Regions from separate parts of the Mus musculus genome. Here region 1 is linked to region 2. Evidence: chromatin contacts called from public Hi-C data. All regions are on one chromosome and are shown on one strand. The core of a region is the stretch at or near the end of the contact, and the rest is flanking DNA. Distances in the headings are between cores, read along the strand shown. Region 1 overlaps Cntn5 (contactin 5). Region 2 overlaps Gm46102 (a long non-coding RNA gene).

Region 1 (6,661 bases), core at 2,923-5,422, 640 kb before region 2:
TAGGCTAGTCTTTCCAAATTGGCTCTAATTTTGCCTGTCTCTTTACCACAATATAAGTCACCTTCTGATTTTTGCCACATTTACAGTTTACAAGGAAGCTGATAATCTCTGGCTCCCAGAGTATATTTACATATTGTATGGACTTTACATGTGTAGTGTGATTTTTCTTGAAGAGCTATGAGCAAGCATTTAGCCTACTCACTCCAGAGAAGTCACCAAAAATAGAATAAATAAATTATTCCACTTCATCGAAGTGTGGTGAGGCACTGAGTGTGTTGTGGTCTTACGAAAGCATAGATGTGGGGTTGAATGATTCAAACCAGCTGCTTTACTGAAAAGCCACCCTCAAAGTCTCATCCATGGAGAAATCTGCTCAATTGCAGGCAGCTGTATTGATGACTCTCCTCCCCAACAGTGTTCATTGCATGCATAACTTTAAAGAGAATCCCACACTGGCCCCAGGAGGCACCTAAGTTTCTGTAGCTTCCTATGACTAATTAGTATTCCTTTCCCCCTCCCACTTCCCACCCTTCACTTCCCTCCTCCAGCAAGGAGTGTTTCAGTTCAGGGAAAACTGGTACAAAACCAACTTAATCTTTTCTCACTGATTCATCAATGTTACTTAACTTCATCTGATTTATTTCTATTTCAAAAGTGATGTCATTTTCACACTTATCAACAGCTAAGGATTAAACAAATACATTTGAGTTAAAAAAATGTGTTGAAAAAAAACAAATGCCTTTGAAGTTATTTTTGCTTACTGGTCCTGAGGCCAGTTTCAGTTATTTAAAAGCTATCAAATATATACAACATGTTTCCTTAAAATAATCAGGATTAAGAATGGAAAGTGCTAACTCCATGCCTAAGTGACCTGCTTCCTCCAGAGACTCATCCCGAGGTCATCAGCATCCTGAGGCCTGATGCTTTTACACTAAAATTTAATCACTAAGAATTGTTTACAAAATTGCTTACTGAAATTCTTAGATGAGAACTGTGTGTAACTTATTCAAAGTGATCAATACTTTGAGTACAGGAATTTAACTTGATCAAGAATAAAAGCTGAGACTGTGATTACTTCATCATCATCATCATCATTCTATTATTTTTGCTATTACTATTCGTATAATTACTATAAGACAGAGTCTCAGTATATACCCCTTATTGCTTTTGAACTCACTAGACCAGGCTAGCTTCTGTCTCCTGAGTATGATAAATGGCAAACCAGTGCCATGATACAGAGTCTAAGAACATTATTTTAATACTGTAATTTTTTCCCATATTTTACGTGTCTTTCTTGTAGGAAGAGTTAGCATGTCCTATGGGCTATACCAGACTTGTCTAACTTTCAAGCTCCTTTGGATACCTGGGGTACATTGTGAAATAAAAGGAAAAAGGCATTCTTGAACTTTTGTTAGTGATGTTTTTGGAAAGGATGTTGTCTTTTTTTAATTGTTGTTGATGATAGCTTGTGCAAGAGGCGCACGAGGGCAAGAATGAGGAACAGTGATTCTATTTGCCTGTGGATAATTCTTGACTGCAGACACAAACCTGTGTTGTTTCTGAGTATATAATATGAGAGATCCCAGAGTCAAAACTCTATAATCTAAGAAAATAGTAGAAAATAGTTTAAAGCACAATCATATCCGTTGAAAACCAATCTCTGGGTTTCCAGAGTTTTGTGACTTTGAATAATTTTGCTAGCATCCTGAAAATCACCCATGATAAGAGAATAGGGCTATGTCTTTAGGTAATCAATTGCTACTGGAGAAAGCAACACTTCTCCCTGACAAAATACTTTTCCAGAAGGATTTATCTGCTAGGTAAATAGATTTGTGCAAATAAAGAACTTCAGAGCTATGTGCCAGAATGTGAACAATTATTTGATTAAAACTCAAAACAGTTTAACAAGGTACTTTTATAAATTGACTGCTGGGAGGATTATATACTTATCTGCTTGCTTCTACTATCAACAACACAGATCAGAACTTTAAAAATTATATATTGAATGAACTAACAACCTTTTTTATTAAGAAATACAATGCTTACAATATAGTACCAAAAAGAGAATGAGATTATGAGTATTTTGTGTTGTCTTAACTAAACAACAACATGTGAGAGTAAAGTGATGCAGAGTGTCTAAGGGTTTGTGGGTAAATCCCCTTGATTTCATACCATCTTTTATTGAAGCAGTTTTCTATTATATGGAAGATTAGTATAGTTTTAAAAGACTTCTTTTTAGTGAATAAGATGCTATTTTTCTTTCTCTGATTTCTATCTTTTTGACTATAGAAGACATAGTTAGCTCCACTCCAACTTCTTCAGTGTAGATTCCTACAAGTTACCACACTTTGCCAATTAGAGTTTCTTAAGAACTCATATTCCTTTGTCATTAAAAAAAAAAAAAAACATTGCTCTTATTTAACCTATTTCTTCATTGTTTTCTTGTCAAACTTGGCATTCAATTGGGTTGAACATGCTTTAAAATAGAACTTTTTCCATTTCACATTGCAACAGGATTTTTCACTTAACTCTGTTTCATATAAAAATGGTACAATTGAAGCATTTCATTTGACAGCAACAAACAAAAAAGCCACAATGAAATCTGTGGTCTTCTGTAGATTCCAAGAGCTCTTGTGGTCTGCTGCAGATCCCAGCCATTTCTTTTTAAACAGAGAAACCACTTCTAGCATCCCTTTGTTCCTTTGCTAATTGAAAGTGACTCTGCCCCTCAAATGGCATTGTGTCCATATTTTCCATGATATGCTCCTTTCTGAGTTATTCCTCATCTCCTCCTATATCGTCAAAATCTATAATTTGATTAGATAAGTGAATCTCTCCCTAGTATTCTTTTCCTATTTTGGCCTCTCTATATGGATGGATCTATATCTCTATTGAAGCATGATTTATGCACTCATCTGATCATGCATCCATCATGTAGCTATACACTTATGAAATCATGTTGAATAACATGTTTTCAAAACTACTAATAAAAGACAGAGTGTGCAGCACGCAGAGGCAGGTGGATCATTGATTATGAGGACAGATAAGTCCACAGAGCAGTTCCAGGACAGACAAAGCTACCAAAAGAATCTCTATCTTGAAAAACAAAAAACTACAAAACACAAAGAGAGAAAAGTCACCTATAAAACATGAGCTGAGAAATTATCATTCAGTATTTAATAAGAAGAGGGGGAAGAGGAGAGAGGGAAGAGCAGGGAAGAGAGAGAATTGGTTAGACAAAACTGACAGTAAAAAGAATTTTCTTCACCTCTCTACAAGTAACTTCCAATAAGTCCAAGTCAGTGCTTACCCAGCATGCTTCAGGTCATGGAATTCACAGGCAACCTAAGCAACAAAGTTTAATTTCCTTTGATGTATTTTTATAAGATCTCATAGCTAGAGTTGTACGAGTTCATGTTTGATAACATAATTGCATTTTCCTCTTCTTTTGGGAAAATTCTTTTCTTTTTTTCTTTTTTTTAATCATCATCACTGATAATTTTAAGTTTGAAAACAAAAATGTCAAGATTAGGAGATGTGTGATGGAGACAAGACTGCTCTTTCTCTGCCTAGTGATGCTTGTCATTTGTTTCTGAATACCTCGCTCTAAGCAGCTTGTGACCTCCAGTTTATCCTGCTGAGAAGGGCAAAGACATCACAAAATAAAGTCCACAAGGTCACTTATTAAATGTTGTCATTTTCCCTTTGGTACCAAGTGACTTCAAATTCATAATTCTATTCCATCAGACCACTTCTTTACCTCTATCTTCTTATTTTGAAATATTTTCAAATATTCAATAAAGAAAAATGAGCATCGTGAATGCTCATGGAGGTCACAGAATTAGAACCTGTAGTTACATGGACCGTTTGATCTCATCACCTGCTTTTGTGAATAGCTTTTTTGAGAAAAGCTATCTCTTACATTAATGGATTGATTGTGGTTGCTTTTGCACTCCAGGACAGAGTCAAATAACTGTGGCAAAGAACATATGGGCCATCAAGCCTAAAATACTTGCCATCTGTCCCCACTGAGAACAAGTGTGTCAACGCTTGGATTCAGTCTCCCTGGTTGTTATTCTAGTACATTTGTTTTGTCTCTACTTCTATGCAGTTAATTATAGATAGGCGGGTCAAAGCCACATGGCACATAAACACACACCCACACACAGCTTTATATTCTGAGCTATGTGAAAGCAAGTGGCTGCTAATTCCTAAGATCACCACCAGCATGAGCCTATCTCCTACAGATTCAAAACTGCATCACAATGCCTAAGATCTTTTGCATACAATAATGTCATTTAATATATAATCTATACTCAACTGTCTTCAGTCACCCTGTATGGCCTCTTATCAAGGAGAAGTCCAAATATGTGATGTCAGACCTCTTGAGACTTATTTAATCTAAGAAATCCTTCATTTTCCACAATATCCAAGGTTAATCTTTCACAGTTTGATGGTTCACATTTAGATATATAAAATATTCTTGAATATTTTATACAGCATGATACACACTGTGCATTTTGACAGATTAAAAGCTCAGGACATCAATTTGCCTTGTCACTGGTTACAATTTGAATCATTTTGTAGTCTGTAGATGTATCCATTCTATTGAGTGTGTGTGTACATGTATGTGTATGTATTTATTAATTGGACTATCTTAAAACCACATGTATATGTTGTTGTTATTGTAGTAAACTAAGTAATACTTTGAAATTTTGTGACGATTCAGAACCTCAGTGAGATGTATGATTTTTTTTAATCTTCCCTTGAGTAGTATTGTGGGATATGAAATGAGAATTTCAAGCCATTATTTCTTATTCTTATAAGCAAGAATTCCTCTTTTCAAATATATATACTTTTCAACTACCTAATTTCTTTAAAAATACATATTTTAATAATGTAAACATTTCACTTCCTGTTAATGTAAACTTTACATCATTGGCACTGTGCTTTTTAACATGTTTGCAGTTTAAAGTGATTATGTGAAACATCTTCATCTGGGCATAGCTGAATTTTTGTGTGCTGTGTATTTTTGTATTTATAACTTACTGAGTTTGAGGCTCTTTTCAGATTCCTCATTTCAAGCCTGGAGTGTGTCATGCTTCCAAGGACCTTATCTTGACTAGGAAACACATGAGATCTAAGTGTTAGGTATGACCATTGGCACTGAAACTAAAAAAAAAAAAAAAAAAAAAATACTAGAGTGAACCTGTCTTATTTCCTCTGCTCATTTACTATTCTATTGATAATACATCATGACCAAGGAAACATTCCAAACCTCAAATATTGTCCCCAGTGCTTCTCCAACAGGAGTCCTTGCTCATCCTTTCCAAACAGTTCCATGATCTGGGGGAACATGCAAGCCTATTTGGGCCATTCTCACTTAAATGACAACATCCTATAATTTAAACCTAATAGTTTGAGATTATTTCTTGCTACTTGGCTCTCATTACACATTTAATCTTTCCATATTGAAACTTTTGATTTCCAGTGATATAGAACAATTACTCTTTAGATGGTTTATCTGATCCTGATTATCTTTGGCATCTTATATCTGTCTAGAAATTTGTCCATTTCATCCAGATCTTCCAACTTGGTTGAGTATAGACTTTTGTAGTAAGATCTGATAATTTTTTGGATTTCCTCAGTTTCCTCCCTTTTGCTTCTGATTTTATTAATTTGGATACTGTCTCTGTGCTGTCTGGTTAGTTTGCCTAAGTGTTTATCTATCTAGTTGATTTTCTCAAAGCACCAGCTCCTCATTTTGTTGATTCTTTGTATAGTTCTTTTTGTTTCTACTTGGTTCATTTCGCCCCTGAGTTTGATTATTTCCTGCTGTCTACTCCTCTTGAGTGTATTTGCTTCTCTTTGTTCTAGAGCTTTCAGGTGTGCTGTCAAGATGCTCATGTATCTCCAGTTTCTTTTTCGAGGCACTCAAGAGTTATGAGTTTTCCTCTTAGCACTGCTTTCATACTGTCCCATAAGTTTTGGGATGTTGTGCCTTCATTTTCATTGAATTCCAGACAGTACTTAATTTCTTTATTTCTTCCTTCACCAACTTATGATTGAGTAGAGAATTGTTCAGATTCTGTGTGTATGTGGGCTTTCTGTTGTTTTGTTGTTATTGAAGAGCAGTCTTAGTTGGTGGCAATCTGATAGGGTGCATGGGATTATTTCAATCTTCTTTTATCTGTGGAGGCCTTTTTTTGTGACGAATTATTTGATAAATTTTGGAGAAGGTACCATGAGGTGCTGAGAAGAAGGTATATTCTTTGGTTTTAGTATGAAATGTTCTATAGATATCTGTTAAGTCTATTTGGTTCATCGCGTGCAACCTGAGACTGCGGTACATAGGGAAGCAGGCTACCCGGGCCTGATCTGGGGCACAAACCCCTTCCGCTCGACTCGAGCCCCAGGCTACCTTGCCAGCAGAGTCTTGCCCAACACCCACAAGGGCCCACACGGGACTCCCCACGGGATCCTAAGACCTCTGGTGAGTGGAGCACAGCGCCTGCCCCAATCCAATCGTGCGGAACCTGAGACTGCGGTACATAGGGAAGCAGGCTACCCGGACTTGATCTGGGGCACAAACCCCTTCCGCTCCACTCGATCCCCGGGCTACCTTGCCAGCGGAGTCGCCTGACACCCGCAAGGGCCCACA
Region 2 (6,277 bases), core at 122-2,621:
AAAATAATTCAAAGGTCATGACAACAGTGAAGATCCTTGACAACTCAAAATGAAGATGTCAATAAACACCTACTAAAGTCACTTCATCTTCCTACCTACATTCTTAGGTTTGGTTTGGTTTGGATTGGTTTGGTTGGTTTGGTTTGGTTGGTTTGGTTTGGTTTAGTTGTTTAAGGCAGAGTCTCACAGCAGGTCCATCCTGTCTTCTGTGTTTTCAGACATATTTTGAGAAATTCCAGGAGCAAGTGTCACTTTGAGAAAGCAGTTCTCATGAAGTCAATCAGGGCACATTTTGTCACAAAGTAGCCTGTGTTGAAAGTGGGTCTAAATAAATAAAATGCATGTGTACATACTGACAGCATTATCTATTTCTCCATATCCTATGAAGATATAGATATGCCTGGGTAGATACTGACAACATTATCCATTTCTCCATATCCTATCATCAAAATTGTATTTTTCAATACTTCTTACATTGCAGACTTCTTCTAGGAACTTAGAATACACAGCCAAGAAGAAAAGTTGCCTGACCCATTAAATATTCACCATGTTTGAAAAGGTATATATAAAAAGAAAGTTTTATATAAAACTTTGTGCTTTACCAACAAATTAAAGTTTAATGTGAAGAGTGAAGAGAACTGATGTGCTCATGTATCAAGGATGGAAATATCAATTGACTGCGGTAGCTCTAGAGTGTATTTTTGTAATACTTATCAAAAAATCTCTCAATATGTGCTGATTCTAGCAATTCTTTTTCTTGGAACTCATCCTAAGAAATATAGAACTATGACTCTGCACAGAATATCATCTATATAGTGTATTTTGCAATATTAAAAAATTGGTTACTACTTTAAAGCCAAAAGTTGAGCATCAGAGCAAATTTCTTTAAAGTTTATGAAGAACTAAATCACATGGCCTCTTTTCTCCAATGGTTAAAGAAAGAAAATGCAGAAAATTTAATGCTATTTTTATTTAAAAAGAAAAATGGTTTTATGTATGCTTTGCAAGAAACTGGCAAAAATAACCCTTTATTGTTCCATTCCACAGGAGGCCAGAAATCAACAGGATTTAATCACAGTTGGCAGCCTTCCCTTTGGCACAGAAGAGAACATTCATTGACAGCCAATGTGGTGGTTCTCGGGATTCAGCCAAGTTGCAGGTCTGCAGAGAAGGAGCCAAATGCTGCTTGGCATCATAAGAGGGCAATCTGTTGTCATAAAGGACAAAGCACAAATCTAAGCTCAAAAAAGTTGCCCTTTCCCCATCACCAGACTGGCTGTATTTTCTCAGAGGAAAATGAATATCTGTCTTTGGAGGAGGGATGTACTTTGCAGGGATTCAATCAGAAGAACCTGCTCTCAAGGGGGAGCAGGACCAGGTGATAATGAGACTGGCATTCATTCATCCTGCTAGGAAGAAAGCCAGTCGCCTTCCCTTGCCAGCTTCTCTCTACTGCAGAAGTCAGCAAGCTGTGGCTCAGCTGGTCAAGACCAGCCCACCTACTCTATTATTTGTGTGACCCACAGGTAAAAAAAATGGTTTTTATATTTTAAATGTTACAAAAAGTGTTTTCTTGTAGAATAATATTGTGGGGTTTAGAAAGATGGCTCAGTAGATAAACTGTAAACATTAGAACTTGAGTTCAGATAGACAGATCCACAGAAAAGCTAGGCAGGTATGGCAGTTGCTTCTAAGCTTAACACTCAGGAAGCACAGCAGGACAAGCTGGCTAGCTAGAATGATTGGAACTGGAGAGCTCCTAGCACAGTGAGAGACCCTGCCTGGATACACAAGGTAGAAAATAATTGAGGAAGACATCAACCTTGGGTCTCTTCCACAGGCATATGAACAGACATGCTTCCTGTTGGACAGAAAAAGGAAAAAGAAGAGATGATGTAATTATACTGTAATATCAACAAATAGATAATTGAAAAAAAGAAAGTTTCTCCCATCATAGTATTTCAAAGGAAAAGACCCCTCCCTCACAAAAGGAGATGAGGAGGAGGACCCGGCATCAGTACCAGTGTTGAATTCATGGATGAGCCAAGATTGTCAGGACTCCCTCCCATTCCATTCCTGGATCTTATTCCTCCACGAATAAGGGCAACCTGCTGAGTCTGGATCATGATACTTGTGTGTATATTTCAGGGCTTACCATTTGATATATAACTGATTGTTCTTCCCTAGAGAAGACTATGGGGAGAAACTTTTTTCTTTTCCAAGGAGCAATTTATCTCAGGTCTTCCACGATCCTCATTTATCTAAAAATTTTCTATATCTAGAACTCACGGCCTCTGAGTCACTGAGAAATTATCCCTCATTCTCATGTGCTAGCCAAGGTCAGTGTCTAATTAGGGTTTTACTGTATGAGCAGACACTATGAGCAAGGCAACTCTTATAATGGACAACATTTAATTGGGACTGATTTAGAGGTTTGGTCCAGTATCATCAAGGCAGGAACATGGCAGCATCCAGACCTGCATGGTGCAGGAGGAGCTGAGAGTTCTACATCTTCATATGAAGACCACTAGGAGAAGACTGGCTTCCAGGCAACTTGGATGAGGGTTTTAAAGCCCACCTCCATAGTGACACACCTACTCCAACAAGGCCACCTTTCCAAATAATGCCACTCCCTGGGCCAAGCATATTCAAACCATAGCAATCAGCATGCCTCACCTGCCCTTCCATGCTCTCCAATACTACTAGATAAGCCAAAAGAGGCACAAGATTTTCTCTTCTGAAATGTTTCCCTCAATCTGGAATCTGTGTTTTGGGTTTCAGTTACTGTGACAAAGCATCATGTTCAAAAAGGCAAGTTGGGGAGAAAGAGGTTTATTTTACCTTGCAATCTTATGTTACAGCCCAATCACTGAGGGAAATCAGGACAGGAGCTCAAGACAGTAACCTGGAAACAAGAACTAGAGCAAACGTCATGGAGGAATATTGTTTATTGTCTTGATCCTTATGGCTTGTGCTCTTATAGCAAGGGTTACTGTGTCCATGTGGGCTGGGCCTTCATATAACAGCCATTAATAAAAAATGCCCCCATAGACTTTTCCACAAGACAACCTACTTGGGCATCTTCTTAGTTAAGGATTCCTCTTCCCAAATGTCTATAGATTGTGTCAAGTTGATTCTACCCAAGGAGAGTTCCTTCTACCTTCTAGAAAACTCATCTTTCAGAAACAAGTCCTGGTCTAGATCCAGGATCTTGCCCCCTGTTTTTTCCTCTGACCAAAATGAACTCTTTCCTGAGTCAGAGAATTAAGTCTGTCTTACTGTATGGTAGAGAAGGAATTAGAGCAGCCTAACTGAGTTTTCTGTGAAATCTTAGACCATGAAGACAGTGTGGATGACTTCAGAGCTCTAAGTCTCAAATCAAATTGCAGGGTCCTTGTTACAGATTGAATATTTTGCCTCCCTCTGCCCCAACCTCATATATTGAACTGAAAGTACCAGTGTGATGGCATTAGAAGCCTAAGGGTCTCTGTAAGAGAGTGATTAGGTTAGAATGTGATCATGAAAATAGAAGTCTCAGGATGAGATTAGAGAAGAGGAAAAGATGTCTAGTGATTGATGGATAGATAATAAATAACAAATACATACATATTATATATATACATATATATATATGGTATATAGATTTGCATTACATCTGTATATTATATGTGTATATATACATATATATACATAGACATATATTCTCTACATTATATCCACATGGAATTTAGATACACACACATACACAAACACATTCAGACACAAACACAAACCAAGCAAAGGCCACATAAATACAAGTAAGACAAGAGCCTTCAGAATCCAGAGAGACAGAGCTGTCACCAGGACCCAGTCATCCTGGCACCTTGCTATCAGAGTTTGCATCTTCAAATATGTGATCAAGTAAATTTTATTATTTGAGATACCTACTCTACTTTTTTTTTTAGCAATTAAAGCAGAATAAGACAAAAGTTGACACTAATATGTGGGTTATGACAAAAACCTATGAGTGGAAATTGTAAGAAACTAACCTCTATGTGAGTGGCTAAATTTTGAGGTGCATGTGTGAAAAGGATGTTTGTCATGAGGGATATTTTAGGAGATTCATGGAGAGCTGAAGAAAATGTTCTGCCATCTTAGACAATGCAAACATCATCACAACCACAACATTTTTAAAAACAGAGACAATAAAGCCAGGTCCACGAGAAAAATAACTACCTAAAAGCATGTATGTACCTGAGCCAAAAGAAGCCAATAATATCTTATGTCATAGATGTATATATACTGTATATAATGACAACCTCACAAATATTTCTTTGAGGATCTGGGGAGGTGTTTTTTTGACTTAAGTGTTGCTTCACATGTATGAGGATTTGGGCTCTACTCTCAACACCCATATTAAAATAATAAAAATCCAGGCACTTATAAGTCCAGCCCTGGAAAGCAGAGACATGGAGACAGCTAACAACATAGCCTGGATGAACAACTGATATCCACATTCATGGAGAGAACGTTTGTCACAAAACAGTGATTGAGAAAAAAATCTCACATCTACTCTAGCACCTGCCACAAGCCCCTCACACAAATGACTTTGAGTTGCAAAATAAATGGTTCATGAATAAAACCAAAAAAAAAATCTACAGTTTTTCCAATGAATTATTTATTGTTTTTAGTCCTTTAATCATAGCTGTTGAGTTAATTTTCTTGAGGTTATCAGAAATCCAGTGTGTGAACTTTCTTTCTCTGTCCTCCTTAGGGCAGACTAACCTTGCTTCTGTCTAACTATAGAGAATAGTAACGAATAACTATTATTAATGGGCTTTTGAAATTCTCATTTGAAGCCACAATGTAGGGGAATATTATTTATGAGTCTTCTTGTTATCACTGATGACCTCCATCAGAACTTGAACTCAATAAAAGATTGGTCTCTTGTAGATAACAGAGTTCTATAGGAGAAGTCAAATGATTTAAAATAACCCAAGCAAACTAGTTTCAGACAAAATGGTCATTTCACATTGGCCTGCTCCTATGAGTTCTGCAGGTTTATGGGCACTGAAGCTGTAATACAGTTTCTCTGTGTTTCCTCACCTTTCTGTTTGTACAACATCTTCTAATTATGTACTGGTACATATTTTTCTTCATTCATTATCATCTTTAAATTTAATTGAAAAGTAATATCCTCAAAATTTGTAAATGGTCTTTTGCCAGTATTTATGAACAGTAAAGCAATTTCTTGGCTCTCATTAATGACTAAACTGATATCTTTTTGAAACTGAACAATGGATATATAAAATTATTGGTTACCATCTAGGTCTCCTTGAAAGCTTCTTTGAGGTCAAGCCATCACTTCTAGAGAAGGAATGAAAAATGGACAACCTAGAATTCCCTAATAGGCCTGTAACATATAGGGCATGCATTTTACTAGGCTATAACAAGCAAAACTACAAAAAAAAAAAGGAGATACTTAGCAATTGTCACAGTTAAATCTTACACGATGAGAATGATCCAGAATGTGAATCAAAGGTTGACTGTATTCACTTCATGCCTGTTGTAAAGCAGTTTTAAGCATCGTCAACAAATATTTTGAATACAAAATGGCACCAAGTTGTTGTAGAGCACTTACCTAGCACATTATCAAAGCAGTCAATAGAATCTGAAGACCTGTCTCTACAACAGAGGAGCTGTGAAACTTGTACACATTACCTCAGTCAGCTCCATCATTTGACTCATTTGCATTATAGGACAGAAATTATAGTAATACCTTCTTTATAGTTATTTATAAGTACTAAACAAGGGAACAAACACAAAACACATATAACAGATAGTACATTGCAAGCCCCTTTCCATGTATCATCTTTGTAATCAGTTTAAAGAATGAAGGATATTAAGTTACCACCAAATGAAATTATGTTCAAATTTTTATTTTATGAAAGCCACTTCAATTTCCTTAGCAATTTAATGGATTAATAGGTTATGTTAATAAGATCAGGAAGCTCAGTCTTTTGCTCTAAAAAACAAACAAACAAACAAACAAAACCATGGTCAGTTTGTTCTCTCTCTCTCTCTCTCTCTCTTCTTTTTTTAAAATTTATTTATTTGTTATATGAAATTACACTATAGCTGTTTTTCACACACACCAGAAACGGGCATCTGGTCTCATGACAGATGATTGTAAGCCACCGTGTGTTTGCTGGGATTTGAACTCAGGAAGTCTGAAAGAGTAGTCAGTGCTTTTAACCACTGAGCCAACTCTCCAGCAGTCTTTTGCTTTTTGGTTTTG

Evidence for each region. Hi-C and Micro-C count contacts between places; a contact is called where the count stands out from the background.
Region 1: a contact with region 2 is called in a Hi-C map of cerebellum, with 2.8 times the contacts expected there. The contact joins two enhancer-like sites.

What each region holds. Positions count from the first base shown.
Region 1 is chr9:10,223,627-10,230,287 of GRCm38.p6, reverse strand. The region is part of intron 3 of Cntn5 (contactin 5); the gene reads left to right. Among named protein-coding and RNA genes, the nearest start is that of Gm39289, 150 kb to the right of the region's middle. Within about 2 kb of position 4,172, at least 10 of the 459 cell types and tissues checked have an H3K27ac peak or open chromatin away from gene starts, as enhancers often do. A contact at or near this core is called in cerebellum, where this site is marked.
Region 2 is chr9:9,578,300-9,584,576 of GRCm38.p6, reverse strand. It overlaps Gm46102 (a long non-coding RNA gene), which reads left to right. Exons shown (of 3, transcript XR_001779091.1): 3 at 1,048-5,240. Among named protein-coding and RNA genes, the nearest start is that of Gm46102, 38 kb to the left of the region's middle. Within about 2 kb of position 1,371, at least 21 of the 459 cell types and tissues checked have an H3K27ac peak or open chromatin away from gene starts, as enhancers often do. A contact at or near this core is called in cerebellum, where this site is marked.